Regions from separate parts of the Gossypium hirsutum genome. Here region 1 is linked to region 2. Evidence: chromatin contacts called from public Hi-C data. All regions are on one chromosome and are shown on one strand. The core of a region is the stretch at or near the end of the contact, and the rest is flanking DNA. Distances in the headings are between cores, read along the strand shown.

Region 1 (7,152 bases), core at 3,216-5,715, 340 kb after region 2:
CCTCCTCAAGTCTGATGACGCTCTGTTTAGTCACATCACATCAACTCTAATAATGCTTCTACCTAACAATCTACTACTCTACCCTTTGCACTTGTAAAGTAGAATGTTCAATGGCTATAACCTATGCCTAGCTAACCTCCCTTTATAAACACCTTCTCTCAACACCTATGCAAGGAGACAATATATAATAACTTAATTACTGACATTTCAAACACCCTACAAATAATAGGGGTGTGCAAAATTCGGGTAAAACCAAAAAAATTCGGTTAAATGACCGAATTTGGTTAATCGGTCGGTTAACCAAATTTTTCGGTCGGGGGTCGGTTAATTATTTTTTGAACTTTCGGTTAACAGTTAATTCGGTTCGAAATCGGTGGGTTAACCGAATTTTTTTGGTTTAATCGAAAAAATTAATAAATAAAATTATAATATATAAATAGGCCCACTATTCACCTAAACCCAATCCAAACCCAAGTATTCAACCCAACCCAATTACTCAACCCAACCCAATCATAAAAATTACAAATAATTTAATAAATAAAAATAAAATTCTAAAACTAAAACTAAAACTAAAGTCTAAAAGTCTAAAAATAATTTAATTATGTAGTGATTCAATTCGAGTAATTCGGGTAATTCGGTTAATTCGGTTAATTTTTAATCAAAAATAAAAAATATATAATTTTCGGTTAATTCGGTTAACCGACTGAATTAACGGAAAAAATTTCGATTCGGTTAACGGTTAAAAATTTTGAAAGGTCGATTAATTCAATTAATGTTATTTCAGGTCGGTTAATCGAATGAACACCTCTACAATTATACTTCATTAACTTTTTAACCTTCATCTTTAGTGCCTCTCGGTACCATTGCGATGTGCACCATCACCTTGTATAACTTATTGTTATAACTCCTTTAATTAACACCAATCTTATTCTCAAATTCAATTTTCAGATAATTCTAATTGTTCCTATTTATTAAAAACAATTAAATAAAAAGAATTTTTTAAAAGATTTCGAATCTTTGGTCTCTACTATCATCACCTCTTAACAAACAAACAAAAGGGTAATGGGTTACCGACGAGATGACATGTCGTCCATTCATATGGTTTTACTGATGAAAAGTTAGTGGGACCCAGTTGACGTGTACTAGAAGCTAATATTCGAGAGACAATTTTTAATAGGCAAGGAAACCCTAAGCAAAAATATTGGTCAACAATGTAATGCAAAATATTAAATTATTTTTAAATTGAAATATAATTGGAAAATAGCCACTACCGCCATTTTTCCATGAAAGTCCCAATCGCGTTCACACCTAACCTAATTTTTCTTTTAACCTCAACATTTATTTACTCACATATTTTGGGCATTAAAATGTGGGTTTGTTACCCTTTTTTATTAGATTTGATTTTAGTGTACCGTTCTGTTGATTTTGAAAATTTTAATATAGGTATATAATATATATTTATAAATATAAAATACTCGTAATAATATAAAATATTATTTAATAAGCTTCACGATATAATTAATTATCAAACAAAGATGAAATTTATTTCATAAATTAAACAAGAAAATCATCTCATACTATGCATATAACAATCCATAATTAAACAAATTCAAAATAAATAACAAAAAATTTTAAATTTAAATTTAAATTAAATCTAAATCTAAATATATTTTAAAATTATTTTTTGATATTGACCGGTACACCATAATTTGTACCGGGACAAAACCTAAAATTTGTTGTTTCAATTTAGTATTGAAGCGGATGGTATCAAAATAGAATTTACAACCATAAAAACTATAGGTTGAAAATAGAAAATTAATTAACTTTAACCATTATCCCCTTCAAGAAAAACAATTGTTAATCACAAAGAGATTCCTTTGCATATTATCATGTTAGAAACCTAACATAGACAAGCTAAGATTGCAACTTAGAGATTTTGAGATGTTAAGTTGAACAAACATTTATTTGAGAGTTTGGAGTAGAACATGGTTACGGTCTGTCTGTGGTTCAGTGGGCGCGCAGCTTGTTAGTGAACCCTTTGGGCAATGCAGCAAAGCTCAAATTTAGGGTCATTTGGATAGTTGACCCACACTGATGAACCAACGTCTTCTTGGGTTGGGACTACTGTTGATGCTATCAAGCAGGCACTGCTCAAACGACCCAAGGCAACAATATCTCAATATTAATAGAAAAAGGAATGTATATCAATAATTACTAAATATTAAATAAAATTAATATATATTTCTTAAAAAAATTATGAGAGGATTTGCACAAATTTGAATTAACCAATTATAAATATGATAAAACTTGTAAAATTTAAAATTCATATTTTTTTTTGTGGTAAAATAACATTTCCTAACTAATTACATAGAAATATTCTGAAAAGAAAAAACACTCCTTATCTTATATGTTTCCAGAAAATCTAGTACTGCCGTAGAGGGAAGATCAAAGAGCTATAATTCTTCTCTTTTAGCCAAAGCTAGTTTGGCTAAAAAATCTACAACTTGATTTCACTCTCTAGGGATGTAATGCAAGATCCACTGATCTTCTTGTAACAAAATATTATGGATTCGTCTAATCAGGACTGAATTCGAAGTGGTGGAGATGCTTCTTTGAATTGCTTTAACAACCTCCAGATTTTCAGATTGAATTATAATCTTATCATGGCCCAGACGTTGGCTAAGCTTGAGTCCCTCCAAAATTCCCCAAAATTCAGCATAAAAAATCTAGCACTTCCATAGGTATATGTTATACCCAGAGAGCCAATCGCCATTTTCATCACGGATTACTCCCCTAGAGGCTGCATTTCTTGACTCCAATTGCACTACACCGTCAATGTTGAAGAAAAGTCGCTTTCCCGATGACCATTCTGCTAGAATCATAAATTAAGATATAATATAAAACTTAATAAATCATAAATCAGGATCTTATCATGTCAAATCATCAAGAACAAAACAATAATAAAACTAGATGCGGAAGCGTACCTGAATCCATGAATTCCTTGAATTTTTTTCCGAATCATGGGGATTTGATCTTCCAAATTAGCACACAAGAAATCCAAAGAATATTTGCTCTCTCTTTCCTAAGGATGGGATATTAGAAAAGATATATTGTATATAATTTGGGGACCATAACCCTAATATTTATAACATTGTCATATCAGTTCTAATTGCTAATTAGCCCATCATTAATTAGAATTTGATTAGAACTCAATTACTAGAGTATCTGCACATATTTGACCCATACTTTATTTAATAATTAAATCCCAATAAAACATTAACCAAATTAGATCACTTTTAATTTGGGCTAACCTATCATGATAGTAAATAATAATAACATGTAATTATTCTTATTATATATGTGATGTCCATATTTTCCAACAATCTCCCACTTGGACCACATATATATACTAATTATTCTATAATTACATGTCATTATATAACCTTATGAGCTCAAAAATTTTACTATCATATCCAAAAGGTATTCCAAATAATCTCATCTATTAATTATGCTAACATAGAACCAAGGCGACTTTTGTTACATATATCGTAACTAAATCCATCTCTGATTACGTATATTAACACAAACAAATGACATGGATCAAGTATAGATGTGTAGCATGGAAATTACATGCAATATGATCTAAACATGTCTATTTCCAACTGGTCCTCTTTAAACTCAAGTAAGGTCAGTATCAAAATAACAAACAGAGTGAATAAACTAAATACTTTATTTCTGATCAGAAAATAACTAAATACATAAATGTCTGAAAACAAAAATAAAATAAATAAAATATAAACTCCCACTAAATCATGATATCCTCAAACAATGTAACACTCATGTGAGCAGTGTGCTCATGAAAGACCTTGGGTGGTAAACCTTTTGTGAGCGGATCCGCTATCATGGAGTTTGTCCCTATGTGCTCTATGGATATTTAACCATTTTGCATTCTTTCTTTCACAACTAGGAACTTTATGTTAATATGCTTTGACTTAGATGAACCCCTTGTTGTTATTAGAATACAACACTGCCGATTTATTGTCACAAAATAATTTGAGTGGTCTTTCTACATTCTCCAAAATACGTAACTCTGTGACAAAGTTCCGCAACCATATTCCATGGTTTGATTCCTCATAACATGCTACAAACTCTGCTGCCATAGTGGACGAAGCTATAAGTGTCTGTTTGACACTTTTCCAAGATATAGCTCCTCCAGCTAACAAGTAAATATAGCTTGATGTAGATTTCCTACTATCTTGGCACCCAGCGAAATCAGAAGCAGAATACCCTACGACCTCCAAAAGGTCTGATATCTTATAAGTAAGCATGTAATCTTTTGTTCTTTGAAGATATCTCATAACCTTTTTGACTGCTATCCAATGGTCTATACCAGGGTTGCTTAAATATCTGTCAAACATCCCAACAATGTACGTAATATCCGGACGCGTACATACTTGAGCATACATTAAACTCCCAACAACTGATGCATGGGAATCTTTTGCAATTCTTGAATTTCAAGGTTAATTTTAGAGCATTGAGTAAGACTAAATTTGTCTCCTTTAACGACAGGGGTGTCACCTGGTCTAAAACTTTGCATGCCAAACCTTTTGAGTACTTTATCGATATAGCTCTTTTGTGATAATCCAAGTATACCTTGAGATCGATCTTAATGTATCTAAATTCCTAAAACAAAATAGGCGTCCCAAGATTTTTCATTTCAAAATGCTTAAATAAAAATCTCTTAATTCGTACAATAAGCCTATATTATTAGCGGCAAGCAAAATGTCATCGACATATAGAACCAGAAATATGTAATTACTCCCATTGAATTTGTGATACACACAATCATCAACAATATTCATCTCAAAATCGAACAAAATAATTATTTGATAAAACTTGTGGTACTATTGACGGGAAGCTTGTTTGAGTCCATAGATGGATTTTGTCAATTTGCAAACTATATTCTTTGAGTCTTCCGATTCAAAATTTTTTGGTTGTACTATATAAATTATTTCTTCAATGTCGCCATTAAGAAACACAGTCTTAACATCCATCTGATGTAACTCAAGATCAAAATGAGCAACAAGCGCCATGATTATCTTGAAAGAGTCTTTCGATGAAACTGGAGAGAAAGTCTCTGTAAAATTAATGCATTCTTTCTTAGTATATCCTTTAGCTACAAGACGCGCCTTATGCCTCTCCACATTACCATTTGCATCCCTCTTGGTTTTAAATATCTATTTACAACCAATTAGTTTTGCACTTTCAGGTAATGGGACAAGTTCCCAAACTTTATTTTCTTGCATAGACTTATACTCATCTTTCAAGGCATCAATCCACTTTTGGGAATTAAAATTTTTCATGGCCTGATAAAAAGTTGATTGGATCATCTTCCATCATATTATCATCCTCATATTCTTGGAGAAATACAACATAATCATCTAGAATAGCATTTCTCCTTTCTCTTGTGGACCTCCTTAATGGCACTTGTTCTTGAGGTTGTTGAGTTTGTTCTTCTGAAATAATTACCTCATCTTGAATAGGGAGTTGTTCAACATTGTCTTGTTGAGGTTCTGGATTCACTTCTTGATCAATGATAGGTATGAGAACTTGAACATTGTCAAAAGTGATAGTAGGAACTGAGTTAGAATCCAATTCCTCCTCAAAAATAATGTCTCTAACCTTATTTCTCCCCTTAAACTCAACATTCTCAAAAAATGTTCTTGTTCCCGTTTCAAAAATATTCTTCATTATGGGATCATAAAACTTATAGCCCCTAAATTGCTCAGAATAACTAATAAAGTAGCTACTCACTATTTTGGAGTCTAATTTCTTTTCATATGGCCTATAAGGCGTTGCCTCAGCTGGACATCCCCAAATGTGAAAGTGCTTTAGACTAGGCTTTTGACCTGTCCAAAGCTCATAAGGTGTTTTTGCAACTATTTTATTAGGTACTTTATTCAAAATGTAAGTTGATGTCTTTAATGCTTCCCCCAAGAGGGACTCAAGTAAGGTAGAACGAGCAACCATGATCCTTACCATATCCTTATGAGTCATGTTTCGTCTTTCAGCTACACTATTCATACTCGGTGATCCTAGCATGGTGTACTGTGGGACAAATGCCGCATTCTTCTAGGAATTTCACAAATGGTTCTGGACATTGTTCACTTGAGCCATCATATCTACCGTAGTACTCACCACCACAATCAAATCTGACATTTTTAATCCTTTTGTTGAGTTGATTCTCAACTTCAGCTTTATAAGCTTTGAACACGTCCAGAGACTGAGATTTCTCATGAATGAGATATAGGTGCCCATAACGTGAGTAATCGTCTATGAATGTTATGAAATATTGTTGACCATTCCAAGATACTGTAGGGAATGACCAACAAATATCTGTATGAATTAATTCTAAAACGTTCGAAGATCTGTTGGCACCCAATCTCTTGGTTTTGGTCTGTTTTCCTTAAATGCAATCGACACAGACATCAAAGTCTGTGAAGTTAAAACACTCTAAAATACCATCAGACACAAGGCGTTCAACTCTAACTTTTGATATATGACCTAAGCGCTTATGCCATAATGATGCTGAATTTTCCTTATTTAATTTGCGTTTAATACCATGTGATTCCACATGCAAGGTTTCATTATAGAATGTAATTGTTTCTAGCAAATAAAGGTTGTCATAAGTATTTAAATAACTAGTTCCAACAACATTTAAATTTAAAGACAAATTAAATTGATTGTTTCCAAATGAACAATAATATCTAAATTCGTCCAACGAAGAAACATAAACTAAATTCCGTCTAAAAGACAATACAATAAAGTGTCTTTTAAATCCAAATAAAAATCAGTTCCTAATAACAACCTAAAACGCTCAATCGTTTCCACTTCTACCGATTTTCCATCGCCCACGAAGATATGTCTTTCACCATCACTTGACTTTCGGTAACTCAAGTAAACCTGCATAGAAACACTTATGTGAGTAGTAGCACCAAAATCTATCCACCAAGTGTTTCTAGGTACTAAAGCTAAATTAATCTCAGAACAGACGAAATTAAGAATTATACATTTCTTTGCATGCCAAGCATGATATTTGGTACAATCTTTCTTTACGTGTCCAAACTTGTTACAAAAGAAACAAATCTCTAT
Region 2 (6,282 bases), core at 2,943-5,442:
CATTGCTGGGTGTTTTTTTTTTTCAGTGGGGCCTTTCCATTTCTGCTCAAACAGCTCCTTGTCTGCTACCCACTACTTGACCTAACCTAACCCCATCTCTTCTTTCCTCTTCCCCTGCTTTAGCATTGCCAAAAAAAGCATTGTAGCATGTCAACAAAAACCTTCGTATGAACTTACTAGTTTTTTTATATAAATTTTTTTAAAAAATATATTAAAACTGATAAAGGAGTATTAAATAGAAACAACAAATTTTAAAATTGAATGAATCCCAAATCAAATGGATCAGATGGGTGATGGAAATTTCAATTGGTTTTATAAGAAATAAAAAAAAATGTGGAGATAAAATTTCAAAGCTGTCGTGGTCCTATTCAACTCCACAAAATCCTTCAAATGGCTAAGGATGAATGCCCTGTCATTTTGGCGGAGAATCCTCCACCGCTCGAAAGAAAAAGTAGAGCTAATAATCAATTAAAGGCCTAAATCATTTGCCTTATGCTTAGGTATGAGATAGCATAATACGGGCACTAACTTAACCATTGCAGATAACAAGATACCATGAGAGAGGAGGATCAGGTTTAAAGACGAGAGCTTTAGTTAAAATAAAATTTACGTATTTTTTAACATAGACTCAGATTTAAGTTACAGTTTCGTATTTCTTAACTCTAAAAAAAGGTATGAAATGATTATGTTATATGTATTGGAGGGTTATGAAGTTTAACTATAAAAGGGTAAAACTAGGAGAGGTCATCTTCAAACCAAGCTCACGTCATGTTTGTTCTTACTTTATTTTTGCACCTAACCTTTTTGGGTTTTGTTAATAAACATTTCTTTTTGAGCCGTGGATCTAATGATGATATTATCTTTTCAAACTCCAACATTCGGTCTAAATTTAAAAGAGTTTAGATAAAAATATTAAATTTAAATAAAAAATTAATCTCGTTTAAAATATGAACTGAATTCAAATTTAAACTTTTATGATAGTAATTATTCTTTTCTTAATGTAATAATAATTCTTTAATGATTATTAAAACATTAGTAGAATGTTGAGAATATGATATATTATAAATTAAAACTTTCTTTTCTTAATAATTAAATTGACTATAATAATTAATTTGAACGTGCTGACTTTATTTTTCATCCTCTTATGTTTCTCCTTTTATTTTCTTATCTTCTCAATTTCTTTTAATATATCAAGAAGATAAATTGTCAGTGAAAAAATAAGTAGGAAGTCGAAATCATCATTGACTATAATCAAAACCCATAAACCCATACCATGATTCTTTTTTCACTGCCAATGATATGTTAAAAAAAATGAAGAATGTAGGAAAATAGAGGGGGAAACAGAAGAGAATGAAAAATAAAGAAAAAAAGAAAGTTAAAAGAACATGAAAGAAAAAAAATTGCTCAAAACGAAAAATATAATTTAACCTAAATTTTTTGTTTGAAATGATAATTTAACATACCATGTCAGGTTATTGTTAATTGTTAATAGCAATTAATGACTCAGTGACTAAAATGTTACAACATGATAACGTAAGTGACTAAAACGTAACATTTCAACCTAAGTGACTAAAATGTAACTTGAGGTAAACAAAAGTGACCATAGATGTAATTTACCCTACAACGAACAACAAAAGATATATTAGTAAGTTCAAAACTTAATAAAAATTTTGATTAATTTTTTATAAGGTGTAATAAATGAATAATTATTATTATTTATTTATTTTGCTTTCATTGTCTATAATAATAATAATAATAATAATAATATGTATTCATCTGATATTCTAATAAATGATTTTATGCACTAGTTTTTTAGGGTAGATTTTATACCGAGTACACTTCGTTAAAACATAAGTTACATAAATTTATTTTTAAAAGCTTTGCTATATTCAACCCTTTTATAACAAGCAAATTGTTTGTCAAAATTTTAAATTTTATAGAGAAATACTTATTATGTAATTATAACAATATTTGAAATTTACATCTTATTAATTTTTTAAAAAATTTTAAATTATAATATATTAATAATATCAATAAGGAGATCCAAATTATATCTTAATTAAGATTTATTTTTTTATTTCACTTAAAAATATAAACAATTTCACTAAAATTTGAGATAAAAGGTTGTTATAGAAAACTAAATTAGTATATGAAGTGTACATACTTTTTAGTTGTTTATTGTTATAAATGAAAAGTTGTTATAAAGGGTAAAAATAAAATACAAAAAATCATATCTATAACAAACTTGACTATGATAATGAAATATTATTATAGAGTGTGGCTGTTATAGAGAAGGCTCACTGTAAATCATTAATTGATTCATTGATAATATATAAAAGGATAAATTATACTGACAATCACTCAACTTTGGACTCAATGACAAAACAGTCACTCAACTTTCAAAAAATAACAAATAAGTCATACTAACCATTTTTTGTTACAGACGTAACGGAAAGTTGACTTGTCACCCCAATGTGTAAATGACCCAAATTTAAAACCCTAGCTAGGCTGGGCAGTAAAAGAAAAAGCAGAAGAAGAGAAAAATTTTAGAGTGGTTCAACAACAGCATGAGGCTGTGGATTTCAATGACGGCGGTAGAGCAAGCTTCACAAAGAACAATTCTGGTGACTAGAATGATCAAGAGTTTTTCTTCTCTGTATCTGGCTAAATGCACCTCTAATCTCTGTTTGAAAACTCGTATAACATTGCCTTATTCTGTGTTGGGGAAATGAGAAGAATTGCAAGAAAATGAGGAAGAAGAATAAGAGAAAACAAAGGTGACACGCAGAGTAGAGGCAACAGTAACAACAATGTCTATGGTAGTGGCAAGGATTAGCGAACTTAAAAATGCCATAGCTTTTTTTTGGCATCTCCATTTCTTCTCTTCTTCTTCTTCTTCTTCTTCTTCTTCTTCTTCTTTTTCTTCTTCTTCTTATTGTTAACTAGCCACGGTCAATGGCTCAGATCATAGAGGATTCATACCAGATGCTTTGGACATAGAATCTACCATGGTTTAAGGATAAAATGATGTGATTGTTGCTGTTGCAATCGAGTTCGAACTGATGGTCGTCGCAGTTGGGAGGTTGGGTTGCAATATTTGTTTCTGGTTTTGGCGACACAAGATTGCAACTGTGGTTTGGCAACACAACAATGGCTAGTCAAATCTTCCCATGCCAAAACCCAAACTAGATTCTAGTAATTCAAAACCCTAACTAGATTTTGGTAATTTGAAATCCAAACCACGAGGGCATAGATTGGGAGTTGTGGTTTGAAAAAGTCTAGTTTCAGAATGGCAGAATTTGGAGACAAAATGTTAGTGGCCACGTCAGCTAATTGAGTTAATTAGGTTTCCATCGTGGCTAGTTAACTGGCCACATCAACTAGTTAACGAGCCACATCACCTATCCCGTTTGGTCTGTAATGAAAAATGTCAATGGGTGATTGATTTTTAACTTTACAATAACGTTTGTGGTTGATTTGTTATTTTTTAAAAGTTGAGTGACTGTTTTGTCATTGAGATCAAAGTTGAGTAATTGTTGGTATAACTTACCCTATATAAAATTATACATAATCAATACATCACATATATATACTAGTTTCTTTAACAAGTGATGCACGAATTAATTATATTTATTAATTAAAATATATTAAATTATTTTATAATTTTTGCATAAATTTTCTATAAAATATAGTAAAGAAATTTCTATATAATATCTCACAGATAAAATATTTTAAAATTAATTGAAATATTTTAAAGTAAAGTTATTTTTATTGATATTATATATTTAAAGTGAATTAATATTATAATAGTAAAATAGTAAAATATTTAAAGTTTAATTAATTACTTTAATTTTTTTATGGTTGTGAAATATTTTTTTATAATACGAATAATATTTCTCAAAATGGATTTCACGTTAATTTAATTTAAAAGATTTTGATATGTCAATGGATGAAACTATCCAAGTACAAAAATAGAAAATATCTGTCACGTTAAAAGATCTTAAATGTTGTGTATGATGCTAGATTAAGGAACATTCACGTGAGTTAATTATATAATAAATTTACTAAAATTGATATAAAATTTTTTTATGTTATTTATTTCCATTTTACTGTTTACATTTGAGTTGATTTGAATTTTATGATTTTAAAAATTTATTTAAATATAAAATAAGAAAAGTATCTCAAAATATTTGCTATTTTACAAAAATGGAGAGGTAACAGGGTATAGACAAGTGAAAGAACAGAGAAAAACCTTGATTTAATTACGGAAAGTAAGAGGCTGAGCCTGGTCCCAACCAAACGCCTGAAACCTAAACCAAAAGCAAAAGGCTAAAGAGTAAGGCCCCCTTCCCTTTGTTGACATCCTCACCAAATCTCTTGCTTTTCTTCTCTCTTGCTACTCTCCTCTAATTTTTCACCTTCTGATTTGTTTAAAGAGGCAAACAACACAACTCGTTTTTATCCTTATATATCAGTTTGGGAAAAAAGGTAGAAGAAATGAACGGTGATGATGCTCAGAGTATGATGGAATCCCAGTACATACAGAGACATCACAGGCACAACATCAGAGACGACCAGTGCACCTCTGCTCTTGTTAAACACATCAAAGCTCCTGTTCATCTCGTAAGTTCCTCAGTTTGAGACTCCTCTATAATTTCCCCCTTTTCCCCCATTTGTTCGTTTTTCTCGCCGCCGTTTAGGCCGTTGACACGTTTTTCTTTCTACTCTCCTATGGATCTGCTGAAACCCAAATCTATTCTCTTTGTTTTGTTACCCAAAAGTCAAATCAAATCTGTGTTCTTGGTCGAAAATTAACCCCCCCCCAAAAAAAAGAAAAGTAAACCTACGAGTATGTATTGTCTCTGCTTTTTTCTATTTTTTCACTGATAAAAAAAGAAAAAAAAAAGAACCCAGACTATTTTAGCCAAGATTATGAATTTCTGTTAACTCGATGGTTCGTAAATGTCTGATTTTAACGATGGGTTTGTTGTTCTGTTTCTGTTTTCTTTAACTATGGATAGGTATGGTCATTGGTAAGGAGATTTGACCAGCCGCAAAAGTACAAGCCCTTCGTCAGCAGGTGTATAATGAAAGGGGACCTCGGGATCGGCAGTGTTAGAGAGGTCAACGTCAAGTCCGGACTTCCGGCAACCACCAGCACCGAACGGTTGGAACTTCTCGATGACGAAGAACACATTTTAGGCATCAAAATCGTCGGCGGCGACCACCGTCTTAGGGTACAAAATACTAACGTTTCTTTCTCCCTTAACACTTGTTTTCTGTGTCACGGTACTCATTTTGTTGACTGCAGAATTATTCTTCGATCATGACGGTGCATCCCGAGGTTATTGAAGGAAGGCCAGGTACAATGGTGATCGAATCGTTCGTCGTGGATGTGCCGGAAGGGAACACCACGGACGAAACTTGTTACTTCGTGGAAGCTTTGATCCGATGTAACCTGAAATCGTTAGCCGATGTTTCAGAGAGGATGGCTGTGATGGACCAGACAGAGCCTATCAACCGATACTAACTGAAAAAGGTGGAATTGTGATGACCAAAAGAAAAAGACTAATCTTTAGGAGTTTGTGATATATGATCATCTTTCACTTTGTTATGGAACACTCTTTTAACACCCTTTTGGTTCTTAGTTTAAATGCATGAGTAAGTAGTTTATCTATGAGACATCCGAATTCATTACAAGCCTCCAAAACTACGGTCTTATTTGTAAATATTTAAGATTAAGAAGAGATGGGAGAATTTTAATTCCATTTCCCATATTTGTAGCAGCAGCCAGGCCCAGCAGGATGAATTTGGAGAAACCATTTGAAGTACAGATATGTTTTATGATGGTGTCTATTTTTAGTAGTCTCTTGTTGGGATCATTTTTGGTATTGCTGCTAGTTTTCATTTTTGGAAACTTAAAAAGTAGATATTTGTTGAGTAGAGTTCTCAGCCTATTGATTTGAGTGCAGAAAAGTGTGGGTACACCATGGAAATGCACCAAGATTAGCTTTTTCTGAGTCATAATGTTGCACAGCACGTTAACTGATCAAAAACATCTTGTGATGATCTTTGTTTAAAGTAAAAGACCTACCTTGGTGGAAACTGGAAAGACTTTTGCATTTTCTGCAACAAATCAACTTCAAACACGTGAGAATGGAAGTTGGAAGAGTGAGAGCACGTCATAGAAAGTTGGTAAAACATAATAATTATCATTTCATATCCTGGAAACTTGTAAGGATGTAACGCTTCTAGTTTTGAAGCTGTAACGATGTCATTGGT

Evidence for each region. A called contact is a pair of places that touch in the nucleus more often than the background predicts.
Region 1: a contact with region 2 is called in a Hi-C map of leaf, with 1.7 times the contacts expected there. The contact joins the promoter of LOC121220351 here to the promoter of LOC107900942 in region 2. A contact is called at or near these places in 2 of 34 Hi-C or Micro-C datasets (hypocotyl and leaf).

Annotation. Positions count from the first base shown.
Region 1 is chrD08:49,843,489-49,850,640 of Gossypium_hirsutum_v2.1, forward strand. LOC121220351 (secreted RxLR effector protein 161-like) reads right to left here and starts at 4,466. Exons shown (of 1, transcript XM_041100039.1): 1 at 3,993-4,466. The coding sequence starts at 4,466. The coding sequence ends at 3,993.
Region 2 is chrD08:49,504,545-49,510,826 of Gossypium_hirsutum_v2.1, forward strand. LOC107900942 (abscisic acid receptor PYL9) reads left to right here and starts at 4,193. Exons shown (of 3, transcript XM_016826735.2): 1 at 4,193-4,623; 2 at 5,022-5,237; 3 at 5,312-5,831. The coding sequence starts at 4,498. The coding sequence ends at 5,530.